4 separate regions of the Sus scrofa genome follow, and regions 1, 2 and 4 are each linked to region 3. The links are chromatin contacts, called in public Hi-C maps. All regions are on one chromosome and are shown on one strand. The core of a region is the stretch at or near the end of the contact, and the rest is flanking DNA. Distances in the headings are between cores, read along the strand shown.

Region 1 (3,310 bases), core at 716-3,215, 70 kb before region 3:
CAATTCAGTGTGTGTGTGTGTGTGTGTGTGTTGGGGGGACTTAGGGGTGGGTCTTGCCTCTCCATTTCCTCACGCCGGAGTGCTGAGTGGCGGCCCTGGGGGACAGAGGCACATTTTGGTGTATCTGGGAGTTCCCGTTGTGGCGCAGCAGAAACGAATCGATTTCCATGAGGATGAGAGTTCCATCCCTGGCCTGGCTCAGTGGGTTGGGAAATCCAGCGTTGCTGTGAGCTGTGGCCTAAGTAGCAGATTCGACTAGGATCCACCTTTGCTGTGGCTGTGCCACAGGCCCGCAGCCGTAGCTCCGATTTGACCGCTATCCTGGGAACTTCCATGTGCCGTGGGTGCGGCCCTAAAAAGCAAATAATAAAAAAGTAAAAAAAATAGATGTATCTGGCTAGGAGAGTCAGACTCGGCGAGTAGGAAGGGCAGTATTTTCTCTGATGGCCACCAGGGGGTGCGCGAGGCCGGGACGTGGGCCTCCGTCTTGCTGGGAAGTCGGGGCGGGGCGGGGGCGGGGCTGCCTCGGGGCGGGGCTGCCTCGGGGCGGGGCTGCCTCGGGGACGGGGCTGCCTCGGGGGCGGGGCTGTCTCTGGGGCTCCAGCCACGTCCAGCGTTAGGTACTCATTTCCCAGTTTCGGCCAGGGCTGCTTACCTTTGGAGCAGGACCCTACGTCCACACCACTCTGCCCCCCCACCTTCCCTGCCCTATATCTGTCCTTCATTTTCCCTCCCTCTTTTGCCGTCCTTCTGTCCTGCTCTTTGCCTCTGTTTTCTCCCCACCTTTGTACTCCTATTTTTGGGCCCTCAGATCCTAGTTCTGAGGCTCCTTATTTCAAATGACCTTTTAGAAAAAGATGTGGAAGGACGCACTCCTAGCATTGATGTGACCCATGGTCCAGGGAGGAGACAGTGACGCCTTCAGAAACATCTTGCTTAGTTTTACATGTTCCAAGGAGCAGGCAATTTGACAAACATTCATTCAGTTAATTCAAGTGGAAAGTATTTTCTTTCTTTAGTTGGGCCTTGGGAGTTACCGAAGATCATGAAAACCCTGAGCCCTCCAGGACCTGGCCACAGACAAGCTGCACGGAGGAGCACAGGCTTGGACCTAGATGGGGTGGAGAGAGAGAGACAGTAGGGGCTAGTGGCTGCAAGGAACTGGGCCTGGGAGCCATCAGAGCCTACAAGTACATTTTTTTGCTGTGAGATGCCCTCTGTGTCTGTGTTATCAAGAAAGGCCTAGTGATCAATGACACATGGGCTCAAGGACAGTATCTTCACTAGCTGTGGATGAGCAGACCTTGGATGGAGAAAGTACAGGCTCTCAGGTACACAGGGGTCTGAGTTCTTACCTTTGTATCACTCTGGGAACTCCAAAGCCCAGCCTTGGCTCTGCTGCCTGTGTGGCTGTGGGCAGTTACCTTGGCCTCTCTGAGCTCTGTGAAGAGGATGAACTCAGTGAGCTAAGGTGTAGGGAGGGACTTGGGGAACCTGAAGGCTTGCAGCTAGATTCCTGCTTTGTGGAACCTCTTTGTTCATTCCACAGAGGTTTCTTGAGCACCACTGTGTATCAGGCTTTGGGAACATAGCCATGGGTAGGAGAACCCAGGCCCCTGTCCACTAGGAGGTTCCAGTCTAGTGGGGGCATTAGCTACATAGTTGGTCAGTGCTGAGCACTATGCCCACAGGGCCTGGGTAGCATCAAAGGGGTACCAGGGTGGCACACCATGTCTCTTCTCCATCCTTGGTGTGACCCATTTGGAGAATGAGGAACCAGCAGGGTGCAGTTTGGGGCACCTACTTCCCTAGCACTAGGATCCTTGCTCTGGCATCTGATTGTGATGTGATAAAGGCTGATGACTGAAGAGAGGCAGCTGCTAGACCCCCTTCCATGCAGAGAAAGAGGCAATCAGGAAAGAGAGGGGGCAGAGCAGGTCAGCTTTGGTGCCCCCAAACCTCTACCATCTTGGAAAACATAGCCCAGAGGTTTAGGAAGATGCTGACTTAAATGGTCAGAGCACACCAGTCTGGCCGACATGGCTGAAGTACACACTACGTATTATTCCTTGAAGAAACTGTTATCTTTCTTCAATGGCATCATGGCTGTAAGTATGTCACAATCCGGTCCCTGGGGGCTTTGCAGCCCTTCCTCCACAGCTGGCTCCTTCAAAGACAGAAATAAGTTGATCTAATTCACTGGCATCCAGATCTGTGGTCCCTAGGGAACCAGGAGGGATGTAGGGCAGACTGACGAGGAGCAGGACGCTCTGGGACCAGGCGTCGCCTCCAACGACCCAGAGCTGCTGAAATCAGGCAGAGGAGTCCTTTATTTCTCTGCCTTCTCTGGGTCCTTTACCTTTTTTTTTTTTCCCTTTGCTTTTTAGGGCCTCATCTGCTGCATATGGAGGTTCCCAGGCTAGGGGTCAAATCAGAGCTACAGCTGACGGCCTACGCCATAGCCACAGCAACGCAGGATCTGAGCCACATCTGTGACTTACACAACAGCTCACGGCAATGCCAGAACCTTAACTCACTGAGGGAGGCCAGGGATCAAACCCAAAACCTCATAGTTCCTACTCAGATTCATTTGCGCTGCGCCAAGACGGGAACTCTGGTTCTTTACTTTTTTAAATTTTGTTTTGCATTTTTTCAGGGCCATACCTGCAGCATATGGAGGTCCTCAGGCTAGGGGGGTGGGGATTGCAGAGCCCACAGGGAGAAGAGCCCTGGCGGGATGAGGGATCATGGGATGAGGGGTTCTGGGCAGGAGGTGGAGAGAACGGAGCCTGCCTGGCAGCTGCCAGCCTACACCACAGCCATGGCAATGCCAGATCCGAGCTGTGTCTGTGACTGACGCCACAGCTCACGGCAATGCCAGATCCTTAACCCACTGAGCAAGGCCAGGGATTGAACCTGCATCCTCATGGATACTAGTCCTATCCTTAACCTACTGAGCCACCACAGGAACTCTCTGTCCTTTACATTTTTTCAAACCATTTTTTTCTTACTGTAAAAGTAACCCAAGGAGTTCCCTGGTGGCTCATTGGGTTAAGGACCTGGCATTGCTGAGGTTGTAGCACAGGCTGCAGCTGCAGCTTGGGTTTGACCCCTGGCCCGGGAACTTCCACTTGCAGCAGATGCAGCCCCCCACCTCAAAAAAAGTAATCTGAAATATTCACTGTTAAAGAAGTAGTTGCTTTCTTTTTTGTTTATTTTCCTTAACCCACTTATTGAGTCCAGGAATAGAACCAGCATCCTCATGGATACTAGTCAGGTTCTTAACCCACTGGGCCACAACGGGAACTCC
Region 2 (3,738 bases), core at 1,192-3,691, 100 kb after region 3:
CTATTTATAGTACAGCTTTTCCCAAGAGGGGTCTACATGTTACTTCTTCACTGTCTCCAGTTTGGCTCTTGTCCCAGCCACTCCACTGACACCACTCCTGTAAAGACCCCTTGCACGTTCTACATTTAACAAAGCCAGTGGTTATTTCTCTGGCCTCATTTTGCTCAGTTTCTCAGAAGTATCTGGAATGGGTGATGCCCTCCTCCCACCTTGGCACTCTTGATTTTCTTCCTAGCCCCCAGGCCTGTTTCTCAGCCAATCAGAAAGACTGGCTTCCTTCTCTAAAGTGTGCAGTGCTTGCAGACTTGAATGTGCAGATGAATTGCTGAGAATATTGTTAAAATGCAGGTTCTGATTCAGAATGTTTAGGGTGGAGCCAAAGACTTTTTTAATCTAACAAACTTCTATGTGATGCTTAATGCTGTCTTTTGAGTAATAATGCTGCAAAGAGTCCTACACTTTGAACTTGTCTGTCTGCTACCGTAAGGTATCATTCAGCTTCCAAGAGAGGTGTTCTCTCTGTATTTCTGTAGGCAGCTCTCATAGTTCTCAAACCTTGTTCATTTCAGCATTATCTAGGAAGCTTTAAAGAATCACATGCCCAGGCCATACCCCAGATATATTGTATCAGAATATCTAGAGGTAGGGCCCAGGCATCAGCATTTAAAGCACTCCAATGACTCTAACATCCAGCTGAGATTAGACCTTAATCTAAACCTTTGCTATTCAGGGAGCAGCTGTATTGGCATCATTATTTGGATGCAGAATCTCAGCCCTAACCCTGACCTATTGAAGCAGAATCTGCATTTAAACAAAAGTCCACATTTCTCTTATGTGTGTTAAAGTCTGAGAAATGAAGATCTATGTGCTGATAGTTCCCAATGGTTATCACCATCCCTGAGCTCCAGCTTCCATACCTAACTGCCACTTTGGTGTATACCTAGCCATCTCAAACTTATTTTGCGCCTAACTTATGCCCCTGCTTAAACTTGTTCCATCTCATCCTTGCCTGATGTCATTACACCATCATTCCTAGTCAATCAACCACAAACCTGGTTCTGAGTCCACTGTGTTCCTCACTTCCCCAACCAATTCATCAGCTGCTCATGTTGCTACATCCAGATCCACCTCAAACAATCCCATTTCTCTCCATCTGCAAGCCACAACTCCAGTCCATGACCTCTCTTCATCTACCCACACTCCTTTCCTTACCTGCCTCCAGCCAGTTCTCCCTAAAGTGGTCATAGGGAGCTTTTTTAAAATGTAAACTAAAGTGTTCTCCGGCTAAAGTCACTAATTGCACATCACATGAGATAAAAATCAGACAGGCTCCATCCCTCCAAACTCAACTGTTATTACTGGAAGCTCCAGCTACACCATTTATTTCTCTTTTAAATTTTATTTAATTTTTATTTATTTTTGGCTGCAGTGTGCAGCAGCTTGTTGTGGGATCTCAGTTCCCAGATCAGGGGTTGAACTCAGGCTGCAGAGGTGAAAGCTCTGAATCCTAACCACTAGACCAACAGGGAACTCTCCCATTACGCTGTTTCTTAAACAAGCTGACTTTATCTAGTCTCAGAGCCTCTGAGGTTGCTTTTCCCTGTTTGGAAATTCCTTCCCCAGGTCAGTTCATTGCTGTGCCTGGTTATTCAGGTCTATATTCAAATGAGACGCCTTCCCTGACTACTGCCCCATTCCCAATCTAAAGCCCCATCATCCTGATGAATGAATTTTTAGCAATTAGCATCTGAAGTCACGTTTCATTTACTTCTGATTTGTTCAACGTCTAGCTCTCCTGAGACCAGAGATTTTTGTCTGTCTTCCTTTTTGCTGTCTCTTTTGCACCTGGGATAGTGCCTGCTATATAGTAGGTACCCAACAAATATCAAATGAATAAGAAGAGCTAAATTTCTACAAAGCTTCTATAAATCTGAACCCCTAGGCAGGGTGTACCTACAGCAGCTCTGAGGCTGGCTGCTAGGATTTTGACGCCCTTGGGAGAAAGAAGCGAACTTTAGCCTAGCTGCCAACCTGTGGCGTGACCTTGGGAGACGGCTTTAACTTTTCTGAGCCTCAGCTGTCTCATCTCCAAGATTAGAGATTAGGGATGTGGGGAGGCGGGTACACAGAAGGCAGCTCTCCTCGGAACGTCCCGCCGTGTACCCGAAAAGGTCACGGTGCCCTGGCCCCGGCAGCCGGGATCCTCCTGGGGCCGCCCTTCCGCGCTGCTGGCCCCAAAGGGGCTGCCCCAGGGCTCATAAATTCACGCTTGCCTCCCCGCGTGGGACCTACCTATTCACGCGGACGGCCGCGGAATCCGGGCCGGTTATGTCTTGCCCCTGGGCGCCGCCATGTTGCACGAAGATCTTCTGGGTCACGGGCCACCAGGGAGCCGGCAAATCAACAGCGCCAGTTTAAGAGAGGTCCCGCCTCGAAGAAAGGAGCACCAATAAAAAGGCGCAGCGACCTTGGCCCCGCCTCGTGGTGAGTCAGGCCCCTCCCCTAACGAGGCAAGCTGGACTCCCCACGAATGAGCGAGCTTGGTTCGGGAAGGAGAGACTGTGCGGTTTCGGAGCTGGGACATTGGACTCAGGCAGCGGGTGAACTCAACTGACAGTCCTAGTGCCCACCTGAAATACGGGAATGAAATATTAAAGGTCTAAGTAATGTGGATTCCCTCATTTTTTCAACGAACATTTGAAGGCTTACTGTGTGCCAGGCGCTGATTCGGCGCTGACGTTAGGGAAGAAGAAGGACTGCTAATCTAGCTCCTGGAGTCTGGACTAGTGCTTAACCTGTCTGTGCCTCAATAGTCTCACCTCTGAAATGGCCAATTATAATAACCTCGTAGAGGTTTTTTGTTTTTTGTTTTGTTTGTTTTTTGGGCTTTGTTTTATGGAATAATGGAGTTAATCTATGCAGAACAGCCATGTAAGCGTTTGCTACTGTTATTATGGGGGATTCACACTAATACCTTATTCCACCTCCCTCGCTTGGACGGTTGAGGATCCTGTAGGGTAGTGTGCATGTTCACAATTGTGTGTGTGTGCGTATGTGTGTGTGAGATTGCGATAGAGTGTGGATGTTTTCATGGGTTTTCGTAGTTTCTCAGAACTCAAACAAAGGTGTGTACGTTTGTGTGTGGCTGTATGAGGGTAGGTCAGGGATAGTCCCCACGTGTGTCAGTGTGGACATTGGTACATGTGGGACTTTGTGTGTCCACGTGTCAGTAGCTGCATGTGCACTTGTGATTGTATCAGCTTCTGGGTGTCTGTCATTCTGTGTGTGTGGAAGGATGTGGAATTTGTCCCAGAATTCTGAGGGGCTGGGATTAGGTGTGTCAACATTTCTTTGATGGTCCATGCAATAATGTGTGTGTGATTGCATGTCTGAACACTAGTGGGTAGATGACTGTGTTTATGACACCCCATGTGTCCCCAACTTGTGGATAAATGATTGTCCCACCATCAAGACACATGTGACTGTTATAGCCCTTTACATATCTGTGTGTGATTGTGTCTACCAGTGTGTGCCTGTACCTATATGAATCTCTGACTTCGTGTGTGTGTGTGTGTGTGTGTGTGTGTGTGTGTGTGTGTGTGAAACTCTGTGTCTCAGCGGTGGTATAAAGGTCTGACTGACAATGCCAATCTGGGGTGGTCTCTGATGTGGGATTCCATTATGTAGTTGTGTCCAGCTGTTGGTATGTGTTTGTAACACTGTGTGTCCCTGACTTGT
Region 3 (3,425 bases), core at 457-2,956:
CTAGGGGCACGAAGCTCGACGTGTCGGCTGTAGGCAGCGAGCACCAGAAACGCACCGAGCCGCGGGCCGTGGGCCCTTGATGCAGGTGGCATGGCTTCCACGGCTCACCCCTGTTCCCCGAGGAGCCAGCGAGGGAAGGGAGCAATTTGGGAAGTATTGCCCTGACCAAGAGCGCGTTCTGAACACTACCACCAGGGGGCGTCCCAGCCCCGACGTACGCGACGCCTTGGTGCCGATTTGGAGCGGTGTCCTCTCAGCAGTGTTTGGGATCGCACTCCAGCAGTGAATAAGGGACTGTTCCAGCCCCGGCCACTAAGGGGCGTGTCAACCCTGACCCCGCGGGCTTCCCACTAGTGACCACCAGCAGAGGTGCCATCCGGCCCCGACACCAGGAGACATCCCAAGGTGCGAGCTCCGGGGAACTTTGCCCGCCCCGCCCATCCCCTACCCCTGTAGGGCGCTCCACCTGCTTCGTTGGACTCACTCAAGCTGGTAGGAGAAGCTGTAGTCTTCTGGGCCTACTCCAGCGCTTCCCGCTTCCTCCCAGAAGCACACCAAGTCCTCCAACCGCTCGGTGAAGCACAGAAGCTCTTCAGGCCCGCGGGCTGCCAACAGGGCCGCTGGGGATGAGGGCAGAGGAGGGGGTCAGGAGACCCGAGACCCGTCCTCGTCCTCGGGCCAAGGCATCCTCCCCTCCCTCCCGCTGCCTGTGCGAACCGATAAGAAATGTCCCGCCCCGCGCACTGCCCAAGCGGGGGCCCTTCCAGGGGTCCGCAGAAGTGGTGCCCCCCGAACTCCCAAGCGTCGGTTGCGTGTCTTACTGTCTCGCTACACACACCCGCCCACCCCGAGACGGGCTGAGCTGAGCGCTGCATTCAAGGCCTCCGCTTCCCGCGACCCGACCCGCCCCAACTCAAGACATGCGTGCGGGTGAGTGTGTGTGTGTAGGAGGCGGGGCCCCCTATCGGCCCCGGCAGGCTCCCGGCTGCCCGATAGCGCCAACCGTGCCCCTTGCCCCCCTCCCTCAACTCCGCGGACCCAGGGATCTGGCGTCTGCTTGAAAACCGTGTTTACAGTAGCCTGCGGTCCGGCCCCTCTGACTAGGACCTAGGTTTAATCCTCCCTCCCCCTCTAGAGGGTCGGCTCCCTCACCTCAGAGACTCTAGACAGCAGGGCCTAGACCCAGCACCAGCTCTTTCCCATTTAGGGTTTAGCATGTTACCAGGGTCCCTGAAAAGATAAAACAGGACTCTAATGCCCCTCTGTAACTTCTCTGCTAGAACCCAGCCTGGGGATATAGACCCCAGCATGCTATATCAGGTCCCAGTCTAGGGGCTCAGATATCAGCTTGGGCCCCCAGAACATAGATTGAAGGTTCAAAAACCGGCATAGACCCCAGGACCCAGGCTGGACGTTCAGGCCCCAGCATTTCCCTCCAAACTCAGGTCCATCCTTACCTTTGCTTTCAAACTTGGCGTCGGGGGAGTTGGGTGAAGGAGCCCAGGTGGCCCCAGCTAGCAGAAGACAGAGGGAGCCAACTCCTGGCCAGAGGGTTGCCCCGAAATGATACATGATGCAGCCCCTGCCACGGGGGGCCCAGGGCTCCTGCCCCCCCTTCTTCCGCCCCGGCACAGTCCACAGCTGGGTCAGCAGCTGCCTCCACCGGACACAGCTGACCAGGCCCTTCCCGGCCAGGCGCCTCCAAGTGGCAGCTCCCCCGAGGGGGCGGGACTAGCAGGCAGCCAGGGCTGAGATAAGAGAGAGGCAGACGCCCTGCTGGGCCTGGAGAGGGCAGGGGCCCTCCAGAGCCCCCGTGGCTCCTTGCGGGTGGGGGTGGGAAGAGCTCTGGTTTCTGCATGGACACACTTTCTTTGCTGTGTGATCCTGGACAGGTGACTTACATTATCTGGTCTTTAGCCTTCTCATCTATAAAACCTGGCTTGGCACATAGCAAACATTCCGAAAACGTAAGCTACTGATATTATCATACTAATCAACATCTCTTCCCCGTCTGAGGAGGAAAAAAATAATTGTAATAATGAGGCACATTTGAGTGTTTGCACACTGTTGGGCAGTGCTGCCAGACAGCATGCATGAATGAGCTTGTGTTTGTAAAATTACATGTATTCTGGAGTGTGAGATTTCATTTGTGATTTTTTTGGAAAAAGACTTTTAACGCTTATGTTTGTACACTCTTGGGATTTTATTCTACAAGGAGTGTGCAGTTCTTTAATAATCTTGAAAGTATAGAACAAACCATAAAAGCTATTCCCTTGAGCTAAGCTTAAACTGAGGTAAAACCCCCGAGACAGAGGTACCTGCCTGGGGGAGGAGTGGTACTTACCTTATTGCATCAGCCTGCCATAGATTAGCCAATCAGAAAGCTCCATTCCCTGGAACACAGTGATTGGTTCAGGGAGAGCATGTAACACAAGGGGACCCAATAGGCTTCCATCCTGAGCCTTTTCCTTGAGTTCCTAGGAAAAGGAGGTGCTGCTTTCTATTGGGTGATGAGGGATGCAGGTGGAGTAGCCAAAGACATCTTTGTCACTAGGAGGGGAGAAACTGTGTGATGATGAAGCTAATGTGGACTTCTGTACTATCTATTCCCTCCACCTGTAAGATTCTTCCTCTGAGTATCCCCAAGGCTCACTCCTTCACTTATTTATTTATTTATTTATTAGGCCATCCCTGGTACGGGGAAATCCCTGATCCAGGGATTGAAGCCACACAACAGTGACCCAAGCCACAGCAGTGACAACTCCAGACCCTTAACCTGCTGCACCACCAGGAAACTCTAACAATACTGAATCTTTAAACATTACACCATCAGGGAACTCTCCCACACCTAAACTTGACTCAGGCCTCTGTCTAAATATCACCTCCCCAGTGAAGCCTCCTTGATTACCCTATTTAAAATGAATCCAACTAGGAACCATGAGGTTGTGGGTTCCATCCCTGGCCTCGCTCAGTGGGTTAAGGATCTGGCGTTGTTGTGAGCTGTGGTGTAGGTCACAGATGTGGCCCGGATCTGGTGTTGCTGTGGTGTAGGCTGGCAGCTGCAGCTCCGGTTAGACCCCTAGCCTGGGAACCTCCATGTGCCACAGCTGCAGCCCTAAAAAGACAAAAACAAAAACAAACAAAAGTAACCCTCTCACTCCACACTCTCCCCATCAGCCCTTAAACAGTTTAGTAGTAGTAGTAGTAGTATTTTGCATTCCCTATACTTATTATATCTAATATGTATTTGATGGGGGCTTTTTTTGGTCGTTTTTTTTTTTCTTTGTAGGGCCACACCCTTGGCATATGGAAGTTTCGAGGCTGGGGTCGAAACAGCTACAGCTGCTGGCCTACGCCACAGCCACAGCAATGTGGGATCCCAGCCTCCTCTGTGACCTACACCACAGCTCATGTCAATGCCAAAC
Region 4 (3,665 bases), core at 442-2,941, 86 kb after region 3:
GGTAATGTCTATTACCCACAGGAGACCCCTAGAGAGATTATGCATTTTCCTGACTACTCATGTGCCCCATAGGGCTGGGTTTTGTGTCACACTGCCTGGGTTGGTTCAGGCCCACACAGCACCAGCTCAGCCAAACAAGCTTCTGCAAATAGTACTTTCAGCCTAGGAACCTCCAGGGGTTCCCTTTGGCTAATAGTTCTCAACTCCAGCTACACAGTAAGTCTCCCTGAATTCTTCAGAAAAAAAAATTCCACTCCAACTAACTGAATTAGAAACTCCAATAGTTGGGACACTGGCTTGAGGTTTCATAAGCGCCCAGCATTTCCTGCCTACTCTTGGGAATATAAACTAGCCTGCCACTCTGGGTGGGTACAATTCACCAGGTTCTGGTTGAGTCAGCCCTCAGAATCTCCCCCAGAGAAACATGTGGATGTGTACAAGTGAAAACCAGGGCAGATCAAGGACCTTGTGGCAGCACTGTTCATGACAGAGAACAAAATCAACAGCTAATACCTGGACTTCTCACTATGTACCCCAAGCACTGTGCTAAGCCCTTTGTTCTATTTTAACTCATTTAATCATCACATCAACGTATAAGACAAGAAGAGAAAAATTCCATCCATACTGCTCATTGTCAAGAATGAGATTCTGCAAGGCCCCTGCCCTCCACCTGAGCAGCTAACTCGGGGTTTCCTCTTCACCCGAGTCTCACTGAGCAGAGCTGCAGCCTAGGAGCCAAAAGGTTTAGGGGTATGCAGCTTGGATTGTGAGCAGTCCTCTGGGAACGTGGGGCCTAGGGAATGGGGTCACATGCAGTCCCAGATGGGTCACGAACCTCATGAAGGATAGTGCTGTGTGGCCTGGGGTGTCCAGTCACAACCCCAGGCTACACTGTGGAGATTTTAGGGGATGAGGCCTGTGAAAGTCCGGAGGCCAGCAGGGACCTCCGACCCTTGAAGCCTCAGGAGGCGGGCCACCCCTCTAGGGCCTGGACTTTTAGAATGCTTGGAGGTGAGCCGGGAACCAGGATTGGGCAGCCAGAGCTTTAGAGGGCGGGGCCAAGCGCCCAGGAGGCGGGTTGAGAGGCTGGGCGCATCCTAGGATTGGGCATTCAGAGCGACAGGAGGCGGAGCCACGAGCCAGGCGCGTCCCAGGACCAGCAGTCAGAGACTCAGGCCTGCAGTCCCTGCGCTGGGCGGGGCTCACAGGTGCCAGGGGAGGGGCCTGGGGTGGAGGGGGCGGGACCAAGCTCAGCGGGGGATGGGGGCGTCTCCTCCCTCGCTCCCTCCCTCCCTTCCTCCCTTCCTCCCTCGGGCCGAGCCCCCTCACCCGTGGCGGCCGCTACGCTGGCCGCGCTCCAGCGAGATGAGGTAGGCGGCGAGCTTGGCGTCGCTCCAGCCGCTGCGGCGCCGCAGGTCCACCCAGGGCCCGTGCGCCTCGCCCAGGTACACGCGCCGCACGTCGTACTTCTTCCGGGACTCGAGCCGCCGCCGGGCCCGGTCCGACTCCGTAAGCCGCGGCCGACCCCGCGCCTTGCGACCCGCCGCGCCTTCCTCGGCGGCCGCCTCCCCGCCTGCGCCCGCCTCAGCCTCAGCCTCCGCCTCCGCCTCGGGCTCGGGCGCCCGCTCCGCCATCCCCCCCTCCCTGGTTACCAGCCTCCCCCGTTGTTAGGAGCCCGGCCGGAAGTGGCGCGCATGTTCCGCGCCGACGGGAAATTTCTCATGGACTCTCACTGCCCCGCGGCGCCAAAAGGAGACCGCGAGCGGAAATTGCGCACGCGCGCAGTAAGCGCGGGCAAAAATCCGCTATCTTTTTCCCTTTTCAGTTAAACTCTCTGACTTCGCAGAAAGGGAAGGGAAAACTGAAGTTTGAGTCTGACTCGAGAAAAGAGAGCCAGGAGAGCCTGTAGAGCCTGGGGGGTTGGAGCCTTCTTCCTCCGCACCTTCATCCTGAATGCTTTCTGGGGATGACAAGGAAAGAGTGAGGGCCAGGTGAAGGGAGAGAGAAGGCCTGGGCCCCAACTTGTCAGTTCTGAATGCTGGCGGGCCCCTGAGAAGCCGCGACACCAGGCGTTAAAGGGGCTGGGAACCACACTGCCAGAGAGGAGGCCAGGCAGCCCCAAGCCGGAAAACTTTTATTTATTTGCTGAACACTCAAAGGTTACCTCACCCCTTCACACCGGTCCACAGCTTGTGCACCTATGACCGCTCAGGCTCAGCTCTGGCCCTGCTGCTGTCTCTGCTGATTGTCGTCCTCCTCTTCCTGGCCCTCCGATGGGGGTGGGGAGGACCCTTCCGGCCCTGAGGAGGACGCCAGAAGCTCCCCAGCGGACCCTGCCAGGCGGAAGACCACCGGGATCCGGGCCAGGGCTGGGTTGGTCTCCTGCAGACCCTGGATCCACTTGGCCAGTGTGGCCTGGTCATGGGCACCCGCCATGCATATGGCGAAGACAGGGCCTTCCTCCACTGTTGGGAGAGACAGGCCCTTAGTTTGTGCAGTGGGAACTGCAGCAGTCCCTCATGCCCACACCCCTTCAGACCAAGAGAGCTTTAAGCTTCCTTTGGACTTTGTGTGTGTCTAAGCCTTTGCTCAAGCTATTCCATCCGTCTGCCTAACCTGTCCATCCCACACTTCACCTGGGTGATGCCTCCTGATTCAAGGTTCCACCAGGAAAGCCTCCTGACTCCCACCTGAGACTGAGTTGTGTGCTCCTCATCTGGGACCTCAAGAATGCAACTTGCCTGTTCCACCATTGGCCTGAACTGCCTGAGGGTCATGCTGAGTAGCCAGCACAGAGGTGCTCCATAAATGTGTAGGAGGAAATGACTGAGGCAGACAGATCTGGAGCCCTTAGGAGGGGTGTGTGTGTGTGTGTGTGTGTGTGTGTGTGTGTGTGTGTGTGTGTGTGTGTGTGTACTTGGGCCTCTGTTGTGTGTTACTGGGCTAGGTCGCCACCTGGGCCCTACCCCTCGACTCCAGCCTCATCCCATGCAGTGTTCGGAATCCTATCCATCCCAGTTTGTACCTTCATTGATGTTAAACTTGTAGTCATCCCAGCCGCTCCTCTCGTAGGCCAGGTCTAGCTGCATCGGGTAGTAGAGGCTCCACTCCTCTGGAATCTCCTCCACTTTCTACCCCAGGGAGGAGGGTGCAGGCAGGGTCAGCGGCCCAGGATGTCCCAGTCACCTGCCACCTCTCCCCTGGGTCTCTGCTCTTCCATTCCCCCCTTCCCTCCCACACTCCTCCTTATCTCTAAGCCTACTCATTCTCCCCACCCCAGACTCCCACTTTGGGCCCTCACCCTCTCCTCAGGGGGCAGCAGGTCAGCTCTGAGGATGTGGTAATAGACACATTTGTCTCGAAGCCACAAGGAGAAGGGGCCCTCGACGAAGATAGGCCGGGCTGGGTCGTGGCAGGCCAGGGCGGCCTGCTGATCAGGACTCTGGATTCCTGGTGTGGAGACACACATATCCGGGGTGTCCTGGTTGAGGGGCTGTGCCCAAAGGCCCAGGAAGCCCACCCAGCAGGTCCAGTGGGAACTTGGCGCCCCAACCGCAGGACCTTACCTACAATGTGTGGCTCTGTGGGATCCACTGCATCTTTGGAGTCTTCAGGCAAAGACATCTGCAAGGAAAAGTCAGGGTGGATCTTGCAGCTCCCACAGC

The links. A called contact is a pair of places that touch in the nucleus more often than the background predicts.
Region 1: a contact with region 3 is called in a Hi-C map of embryonic fibroblasts, with 3 times the contacts expected there. The contact joins the promoter of TSPAN16 here to the promoter of EPOR in region 3. A contact is called at or near these places in 6 of 47 Hi-C or Micro-C datasets (embryonic fibroblasts, fetal liver, liver and 2 more).
Region 2: a Hi-C map of liver shows a contact between it and region 3, with 9 times the contacts expected there. The contact joins the promoter of ECSIT here to the promoter of EPOR in region 3. A contact is called at or near these places in 5 of 47 Hi-C or Micro-C datasets (embryonic fibroblasts, epiblast stem cells, heart right ventricle and 2 more).
Region 4: a Hi-C map of fetal liver shows a contact between it and region 3, with 2.3 times the contacts expected there. The contact joins the promoter of ZNF653 here to the promoter of EPOR in region 3. A contact is called at or near these places in 2 of 5 promoter capture datasets (fetal liver and liver), 4 of 47 Hi-C or Micro-C datasets (fetal liver, liver, mesenteric adipose tissue and 1 more) and 1 of 2 datasets of contacts at active chromatin or transcription factors (alveolar macrophages).

What each region holds. Positions count from the first base shown.
Region 1 is chr2:69,997,214-70,000,523 of Sscrofa11.1, forward strand. It overlaps TSPAN16 (tetraspanin-16), which reads left to right and starts at 1,966. Exons shown (of 6, transcript XM_021083874.1): 1 at 1,966-2,108. The coding sequence starts at 2,040.
Region 2 is chr2:70,168,321-70,172,058 of Sscrofa11.1, forward strand. ECSIT (evolutionarily conserved signaling intermediate in Toll pathway, mitochondrial) reads right to left here and starts at 2,442. Exons shown (of 8, transcript XM_013987373.2): 1 at 2,293-2,442.
Region 3 is chr2:70,067,115-70,070,539 of Sscrofa11.1, forward strand. It overlaps EPOR (erythropoietin receptor), which reads right to left and starts at 1,707. Exons shown (of 8, transcript NM_214292.1): 1 at 1,458-1,707; 2 at 485-620; 3 at 1-110. The coding sequence starts at 1,572.
Region 4 is chr2:70,152,767-70,156,431 of Sscrofa11.1, forward strand. It overlaps ZNF653 (zinc finger protein 653), which reads right to left and starts at 1,692. Exons shown (of 8, transcript XM_013987371.2): 1 at 1,330-1,692. The coding sequence starts at 1,634. ECSIT (evolutionarily conserved signaling intermediate in Toll pathway, mitochondrial) reads right to left here. Exons shown (of 8, transcript XM_013987373.2): 5 at 3,567-3,624; 6 at 3,302-3,450; 7 at 3,026-3,131; 8 at 2,096-2,465. The coding sequence ends at 2,215.